Regions from separate parts of the Hordeum vulgare genome. Here region 1 is linked to region 2. A link is a contact called in public Hi-C data. All regions are on one chromosome and are shown on one strand. The core of a region is the stretch at or near the end of the contact, and the rest is flanking DNA. Distances in the headings are between cores, read along the strand shown. Region 1 has its middle 91 kb from the start of LOC123398953. Region 2 has its middle 54 kb from the start of LOC123398953.

Region 1 (3,937 bases), core at 1,434-3,933, 35 kb before region 2:
TTGATGGATGATTGATCATCATTGGTATTCATGGAAATCTATTGTTTGGTGTGAACTTAAATCTAGCTCGCATGAATGTGGTTCATTCATTATCTTGTTTCTAGGTAGCTTTGTGCCATGATTTTCTTCTTTAGGTCATATCAGTTTTGATCACCAATTTCGTAGAGCTTATGTACCCGTTCCAAGCATCACCTTTTATAGTGTCATGTTATAGTATACAGGATGTGCGCAACACTACATATGCACATCACCCTTACTCCAAATGGATATATGACTGCTTGCTTTCACCGAGAAACTCCTTTTTGTTACTCCTACAATGCCGAACTAATGGAATTAATGTTGTGCCATATAATTATCCAAAACATGTTGAAACTTCAAGCAAACATTGATTCATCTTGTATCCGCTATATGTATCATGATACATATAAGATACAAGTAAAGAAGGATAATAGTACGATTTGTATTGATTGGCAAGGTAGGATCGAAACCCACTATATATATTGGGATCCATAAAATCTTGGGTGTGATTAAGCACATGGAATACATCTAACACTCCTTAAGTACCTACATGGTCCCCACGAGAACGCTCAAATTAATAAGAATACTCACCATGTATGGTCTGTGCATGTAGTTATACTTTGATTATTTATGGATTTGTTTTGTTGCACCATGCCTACAAGGAAGCTTAGTGAGCGTAATTTAATAGTAACGTATGTATAGAAATCTAACTATTCCACCTACATGCTACCAGTATAAAAATATTTTCAGGAATAGAACTATTATGTACATAATAATGAAACATTATGAAGTCCAACTAATCAAGGTTAAAATGTCAAGTAATTAAATGGAAGCATATACAATAAAATTTGCAACATAGGTGAAAATTAAATGTGACAGTATGACGTTTCTTTTCGTGGAAAATATTTTCATAATAACGTAAGAGATCATTGGTTTTATCCTTGATCAAACTCACGGTACTTTGGATTCATCTTTTATAAGAATAGTGATAATTGTTTTAAGTTGGCTAGGTTAAAACCAACTGTAAAACTGTAAGTTGGGAACTCCCTATAATTCGTTGAAACCTGTTAGTTGGCGATGTATTGATCAAATGTTACTATTTCATTTTTTTTTCTCAAATGCAACTTTTTACCTCAATTTGTACAACTTATCAACTATTGTTTTAATTTATCTCCCATCTAACTAGTATTGTAAATTAGGGAGATGAGTGATTAAGATTCAAAATAGTCCGAACTGAATTGCCTATTCTATGTTTGGTTCATCGGAGGTCGGAAAAGCAGTAGGCATAAGGGAGGTAGTTGGCCTTCGCCTAGTGCCTAGGTTGTGCTTAAGCGCCATTGGTGTGGCGTAGGCAGTGATGTAGTTTTCTCTATTAGGATGTATTTGTGCTATTATATCTGTATTTTAATAATGGACTTACAAATAAGTGAAGTACTAGCTATTGCCATTGAAATATTACCCGTTTGGCAATATCGTACTACATGATTTCACGTTTACACAATTTTTTACTTGTGTTGCCTATTCTTCCATTTATGCCCTAGGCAAGGTGTTTAGCCATCGCCTAGTGCTTAAGCATGCTTAAGTGCCTGCTTAAGTGCCTCCTAGACACTGCCTTTTCCAACAAACGTTCAATGGATGCTCACTCGAAATTACTCTGTCATTTGATCCAACAATCGACGTCAGACACAATTCCATTTTATTTTTTTGTTTGCAGCGGCACAGTTCCATGGCAATTAATATTTTTTCTTTCTGCTGGGATACACTTCCATGTTTGTTAAGAGGCTCATGTTGCAAGTATTTTTGTTCAAGAGGTAAAAGCCTTCTCAACTTGTCCCGAATTTTCTCTCTTCTGTGCACAGCTAGGTAGTGATCATCATGTATATTAGTATAATTAATCGAGCAACTATCTTCTATTTTATTAATGGATCGGATCCTAAGGAACCGTGTTTCAATAAAAATGTATATTAGTATATATGCACTGGACGAAAAGGTGATGTTGTTTGACAGCTATAGAAAATACTTCTCTAAAGAAACCAACATATGCTTGGCCGCTTGGGCTTGCGACTGACTAGTCCAGCAAATTTAGAAGCCTAAAAATGTTGGGCACATTTAGAAGGACGGTCTTCATTTTGCTAGGAAAAGGGAAACCTCATTCATTCTTAAGGAAACACGAGCAGCAGATGTCGTAGAGTCTTGGACTGGACAAAAACATTCACCGGAGGGTCAGCAGTCTCGTACAGGCCTCATTTACACATACCATCAATCTGCCCCTGAGGACTCTCCGTCGTACGTACTTCTCCGCAGTTATTTAAACGCAAACTCCACCACACCGTAAGTATAAGCAGTCGCTACATCTCACACAAACAACATGGGAGCGACTAAAGTATAGAGCCTCCTTCGTCCTGTGCTCTGCCTCGCCGCCCACGCCACCTATGAGAAAAAGACCGTGGTGGCAGGCGCCGAGGACATGGGGAACAACTTCGTGGGCTCGGGAGGCATGGGGAACCTACCGGGCCTCCCACCCTGGGCGGCGGTTGCTGCGGGGGCTTCAACGACAACGATGTCGACATCTTCACCGGTGCCACGAGCCCACCCGGCTACGTCGGTGAACGCGTAAGGAGCGTGGCAGAATATGGCAGTATTGGGGGGGCCGGTGAGAGGCACAGCGGTAGAGGCGCCGGCGATGGCCCACCATGATCTGCGTTAATGGTTAAGACGCGTTGGGGGGATTCAAGAACGTGCACGTACCTCTGCGTACCTGTGATGCTGAACATTGCAAGTGTGTGCATAAAAGCAATTACGAGTTAAAATAAACTTATGAAAATTTGCGGGTTACCATTAAAGATGCCCTTACTCCTCACTATAAAGGTAATAAGATAGTAAAATAGACTAGTAACATATACATGTTATTAGTCTAACTTACTTCTCACTACATAGTGTAGCTGAAAATCAAAGAAACCGGTGCCTGCAGTGCTAAATGAGAAAGCGGGGCAGCAGGACCCACCCTGGAAATCACGGGGGAGAAGATTCGTTTAGGGAAACGCTTCCAGCCGGCGTGCCGGCCGAATCGTTCGGCCGGTCGCGTGCGGCCCACACGGCTGGTTGGTCAGGGCTTGCAACATTTTTTCGTCCAGATTAGCTGCAATGACGTTTAAATTTGCTATAACCGTTTTTTATTTTGCTACAATTTGTTTATTAAAAAAGTTACATTCATGTTTGGTTGCAACTCGAGTTTTTTGGATTTTTTTTGCTACAACCGGCATTTGATTTTTGTTACAACCGTATTAATTTTTGTTGCAATCGTTCATTAAAAAAGTTACATACACGTTCGTGAGAGTTGCAATCCGAGATCACCGAATTGTTTTGCTACAACCCACATTTTGTTTTGCTACCACCCATCATCAGCGTCCTTATTTTCCTATGACCACTTTGATATTTTTTGCTACAATCATATTTTTTATTACAACCGTGGACGAAATTCGCCGCGTCGTGGCCTAAATTTGATGCATCGAGGAATTTTTGCTCCATGAAAGATCTAACTGTGTGGTCCGTGGATCTGACGGTTGGGCTCCGACCGACGCAAGCGGTCGTGCCGGCGCGCCGACGCCCAGTGCGGCCCATTCATTTAGCGGGCAGAGTCCGTAAGTTTCATCCGTAGGTTGTCCATAAGTGTAACATTTTTGCTCCACAAATTAGCAGACCAAGCTTTATAAAACACAAGCATCATCTCAAAAACAAATATATTACCCTTTTGGTTCTAAGATAACTGTCTCGACTTTGTATTAGCTCTAGTATAAAATTATACTAAGTTTAAGACATTTATTTTAAAAGGGAGGAAATACAAAACACGAGCAACATATTCATTAACCGAACCATTTCGTCGCCTCGCCTCTCTTCCTCCACCGAAATTTACCCACCC
Region 2 (4,363 bases), core at 427-2,926:
TTACTTGATGTGTGCAAATTTACTGGCTGCATGCAGCCGTGTCACCTCCCACGCGGGGTCCTCACATGAAAACCGGGGATGCATGCAGCCATAACCTCCCATGCCCAGTCCTTGCATGTAAACTGATTGGCCGCATGGTGCGGTGCCTCTTTCTCCCAAGCGCACGAACAGTTGCATGCACCCCAAATAAATAGGGGTAAAACGGGAAAAAAACTGTCACAAAATGCTAATGAGCAGACTAATGCAGGAAAAACGAAAAAAAGTTATGGGCAAGGTAAAAAGGACCGGAGGGAGTACATACAGTAGCTACTGTCGGTACAGCGTTAAGAACCATTTTTATAATTCATTTAAGGACATCTGCAAGCTGTTTTAAATGAATGCTTGTAAAGTTCTTGACTGTTTAGAAATGCATGGATATGTTCAAATTTTCATGAATAACTTTTAAATTCTTGGAAAATAATATTCTTGAACATTATTTCATAATTCATTAACATTTCTTGAATTGGAAAACATTTTAAAAACCCATGAACATTTCTTGAAATTTGAAAGCAAAACAAATTGGTGAACATTTTGGAAAAACAATTGATGTTTTTAAATTCACTAACGGTTTTTGAAAAAATCATGAACATTTGTAAAATTCACATGTTTTCTTAATTTTTCATAAACCTTAGCCAAAATTGTCCCGAGAAAGGTTGAGCCAAAAAAAAAGTTGTACCCGAGCTAGTTTCTTTGAGTGAAAAAAATAAGTTGTATGCAAGCCAGAAAATAAGTTTTCAAATCCAGATACTTTCCTAATTATTCAAGGTGGAGCCAAAATTCCTTTGCCCACCCTTTTGAATTCTGAGCCAACATTCCCTGTGCCACACGCCCTCTCATGTTCGCCTCATTTAGAGCATCTCCAGCCGTCCCCCAACAGGCCCTTAGTTCTTTTTCTTTCGCTGACGTAAAAGAAAATCGCCCAGTCGCGCCCTCAGGAACCCAAATTTTGTCGGTTAGTGCCGAAATTGGCGCCGGCAGACCATACCAAACCCAGCGCAACGGGGGGCACCCGGGGGCGCCAGGGAAAAGGAATTTGGTACGAAAATATACGCGCCAGATTCCTCCCGTGTGGAGCCGCCAAGTCAGCGACTATGCATCGTCGAGAGCCTTCGTCATCCTCATGGCCTCGACTCTCGCACCGGATGGGTTTCCAAGGTATGGTGACGCGGTGATGGCAAACCACCACGCGTTCCGTCCATTCCCCTCACGCTTACACACTATTCTCGCCCCTTTTCCCGGTATAAATGTTGTGACTCACGGCCGCTCGCCGCACACTTGTCATCCATCCCCATGTCCCCATATCTCTCGCCTCCACCGCAGGACACCCCCGGCGAGGGAGCGGAGGCAGCCGGCTTAGGCCGTCGGATTCTACACGAGTGGGAGGCACGCCTTCTCTAGGAGGCGAACTACCGGACGTCGCTCGACATGCGCATGCATCCAACTCATTTTAATGAACCGTGAAAAAAATGCAAACCATTTAAAAAAAATATTAAACCGGCCACGAAGGCCGACGCGAGTTCACGCGTCCTTATTACATTAATTAAACATTAAAAAATCGCTGTCCTAGACGTCCTCGTCGTCGGTGTCAGGACCAGTGAGGTCGATAAGCATCAGCTCAGGACCGGCCAGGGAAACGCCGGGGACATGCGTACACTGATCTGGCATAGCACTAAAGAGCACTGTATGACGTGATGGCACAACATACCATCCATCAATATGTGCCGACAAGGCTTAGTTAGTCCCACCGTATGCACATATCGACTACTGGACACGACTATGAGATGGTGACAACACATGTGCGACATCGATGCTGGTGCAACTTGAGCACCTGGTTTCGAGCTTCAGGTTTGTCTGACTCGATCGAGTTGATTATACCTGATGATGGCGTTCTGTTCACATTGTTATTTTCTTAGAGGCATTGTTCGAAGATGCTTAAACTAGCTTTTCAGGATGAAAAGCTAGCCTCTAGCCTTGTGTCTTTGGTTCCGGTGACGACGACGCTTGATTGTCGCTCCTTTTTGAAGATGTTAATGTTAAAGAACCTCAATGGTGATGCTACTTAAGCACCTGGTCTCGAGCTTCAGGTTTGTCTAACTCGATCGAGTTGATTATACCTGACAATGGTGTTCTATTTACATTGTTATCTTATTAGAGGCATTGTTGGGAGATGCTTAAACTAGCTTTTCAGGATAACTAGCCACATAAATTTCGCATTGACTGTTTACAAATGTGTCGGTATGTTTAAAATTTCAAGGATAACTTTTAAATTCATGGAAAATTAAATCCTTGAACATTGTCTCATAATCCATCAACATTTTTGTAAATTGGAAAAAAATATTAAAAATCCATGAACTTTTCTCGAAATTTGGAAAAAACCTAATTGGTGAACATTTTGGAATTTACTAATCATTTTCGAAAAAAATTGTGAACAGTTTTAAAATTCATATATTTTCCTAATTTGTCAGAAACCTTAGCCCAAAAAATTCGAGCAAGGGCAAGCCAGAAAAAAACAAGTTGTGCGCGAGCTAGTGACCCACCGGAGTAACCGAGCCACGCTATTGGGATGTACTTCCTTCGTTCCTAAATATAAGTATTTTAAGAAATTTCATTAAGGGATTACATACAAAGCAAAATGAATGAATCTACATTCTAACGTATGTTTACATACATCCGTATGTAATCCCCTAGCGGAACCTCTAGAAAGACTTATAATTTAGGAACAAAGGGAGTACCACACATTGTCCCTGCATGGGCAATTTGCCCTCTATTCTACATACCCCCGAATTGGTTGCCTTGCACACCTCGCCCACCTCCATTTAGCGAGAGTTAAATCTCGCTCTTTGCGAGACGGTAGGTCATGCATGTCTCCTCTCGCACGAGCTCTAGCAGGAAGCCCCATGTGTGTTCTTATGATTCCTTTAGGATATGTTTTCGAAAGCTTTTATAGGCAGGTTTCGACCGATTTTAGAAGCTACGTATGATTTATTCAATGTATTTTTTTGTACAAATTTTCATCATTTTTTTTAATCTATTTTCCTGTTTCATTTGTTCTCATTTCCCAAATACATGCAACTTTTTTTGAATATGTGCCCAACGTTTTTCCTATACGTACGCAGGTTGAATGTTTTTGGATGCATATTGAACATTTTTCCAAAATACACGTTACACATTTGCCAAATACTAATTGAACATATTTTTAGTTCACATCATACATTTTAATAACACAAATTATTATTTTTCATAAATGCAAAAAGCATTTTTTAGATGTGCAAAACATCTATTAAGTGTTATAACTTTTTTTAAAAGCCATAAATATATTTTTTGCATGGTTAAGAAACATCTCTCCGGATTGTTGAATATTTTGCCGAGGGACAGGAACAATTATCAAAGCAACAGATTCGCCTTTTTTATTTGACGTGAACAGATTCACCATATTGGCTCCACCGTAATATGGTCAATCTCTTTTACTCACCCTCGTGAATTATACGACGGAACATTCAGAGCGCCTCACGCCCTCTTGCGTTGGCCTCATTTACACCCTCGCCTACTGCCTCTCCGTAGCAGGGTGTGTACTCCTCATCTCCTCCTTCCCGGCCTATTTAAATCGCAAACTCCATCACACCGCAAGTGCACTCCAATCACTGTCCCATAACATACATAGGATAGAGCGTGTACACTCGACATCTAGCTCGCTGACGAGAGGAACATGTTCGTGGGTGTGGGAGGCATGGGGAACCTCCGGGCCTTCCCGGCCGTGGCTGACGGCTAGGGCATGAGCCCCAACAGCAGTGATGCTGGTGTTTTAAGCGGAGACAAGGTACAAACTAGCGCTACCAGGAGCACCTTGGCGACCGTCTTCATGGTGGATTCCGTTCGTGGATGCCGCGGTGTCCGTTTCGATGGCTTCGTGGACTGAGGCAGGACGTTCCCCTGCGGAGGCGCCGGCGAGGTGAGACCGTAGAAGAGTAATGGTGCTAGCTACTTGAGCCGTGTTAGTCAACCCAGGACCGGGCCGGTAATATCGGGGGCCCTGTGCCAAATTAAAAAAGGGGCCTATCTTTTGATGGCCGAGCTAAAAAAGGTGGACTAAACTAAATGAGAGACCAAATTATTTTTTCAAAGTCATATATTGTACTATTTCAGTAATTCGCAAAAAAATAGTTCTATTTCAATAAAAGTAGTAAATACTCAGTACCTTTTGTTCTATTGATTACAAGATCAACAGATTCATCTTTGCAACAAGGCCAACTTGTCGGTGCCTAAGAAAACAGAAGAGAAGAGATGGTTAAAGCCAGCCTTGGTGCACTCAAATCACTTGACGAAA

Evidence for each region. A called contact is a pair of places that touch in the nucleus more often than the background predicts.
Region 1: a Hi-C map of leaf shows a contact between it and region 2, with 9 times the contacts expected there. The contact joins two enhancer-like sites. A contact is called at or near these places in 2 of 6 Hi-C or Micro-C datasets (leaf and seedling).

The regions. Positions count from the first base shown.
Region 1 is chr5H:551,499,372-551,503,308 of MorexV3_pseudomolecules_assembly, reverse strand. No RefSeq gene overlaps it. Among protein-coding and RNA genes, the nearest start is that of LOC123398953, 91 kb to the right of the region's middle. Within about 2 kb of position 2,683, at least 2 of the 3 cell types and tissues checked have open chromatin away from gene starts, as enhancers often do. A contact at or near this core is called in leaf, where this site is marked.
Region 2 is chr5H:551,462,519-551,466,881 of MorexV3_pseudomolecules_assembly, reverse strand. No RefSeq gene overlaps it. Among protein-coding and RNA genes, the nearest start is that of LOC123398953, 54 kb to the right of the region's middle. Within about 2 kb of position 1,676, at least 1 of the 3 cell types and tissues checked has open chromatin away from gene starts, as enhancers often do. A contact at or near this core is called in leaf, where this site is marked.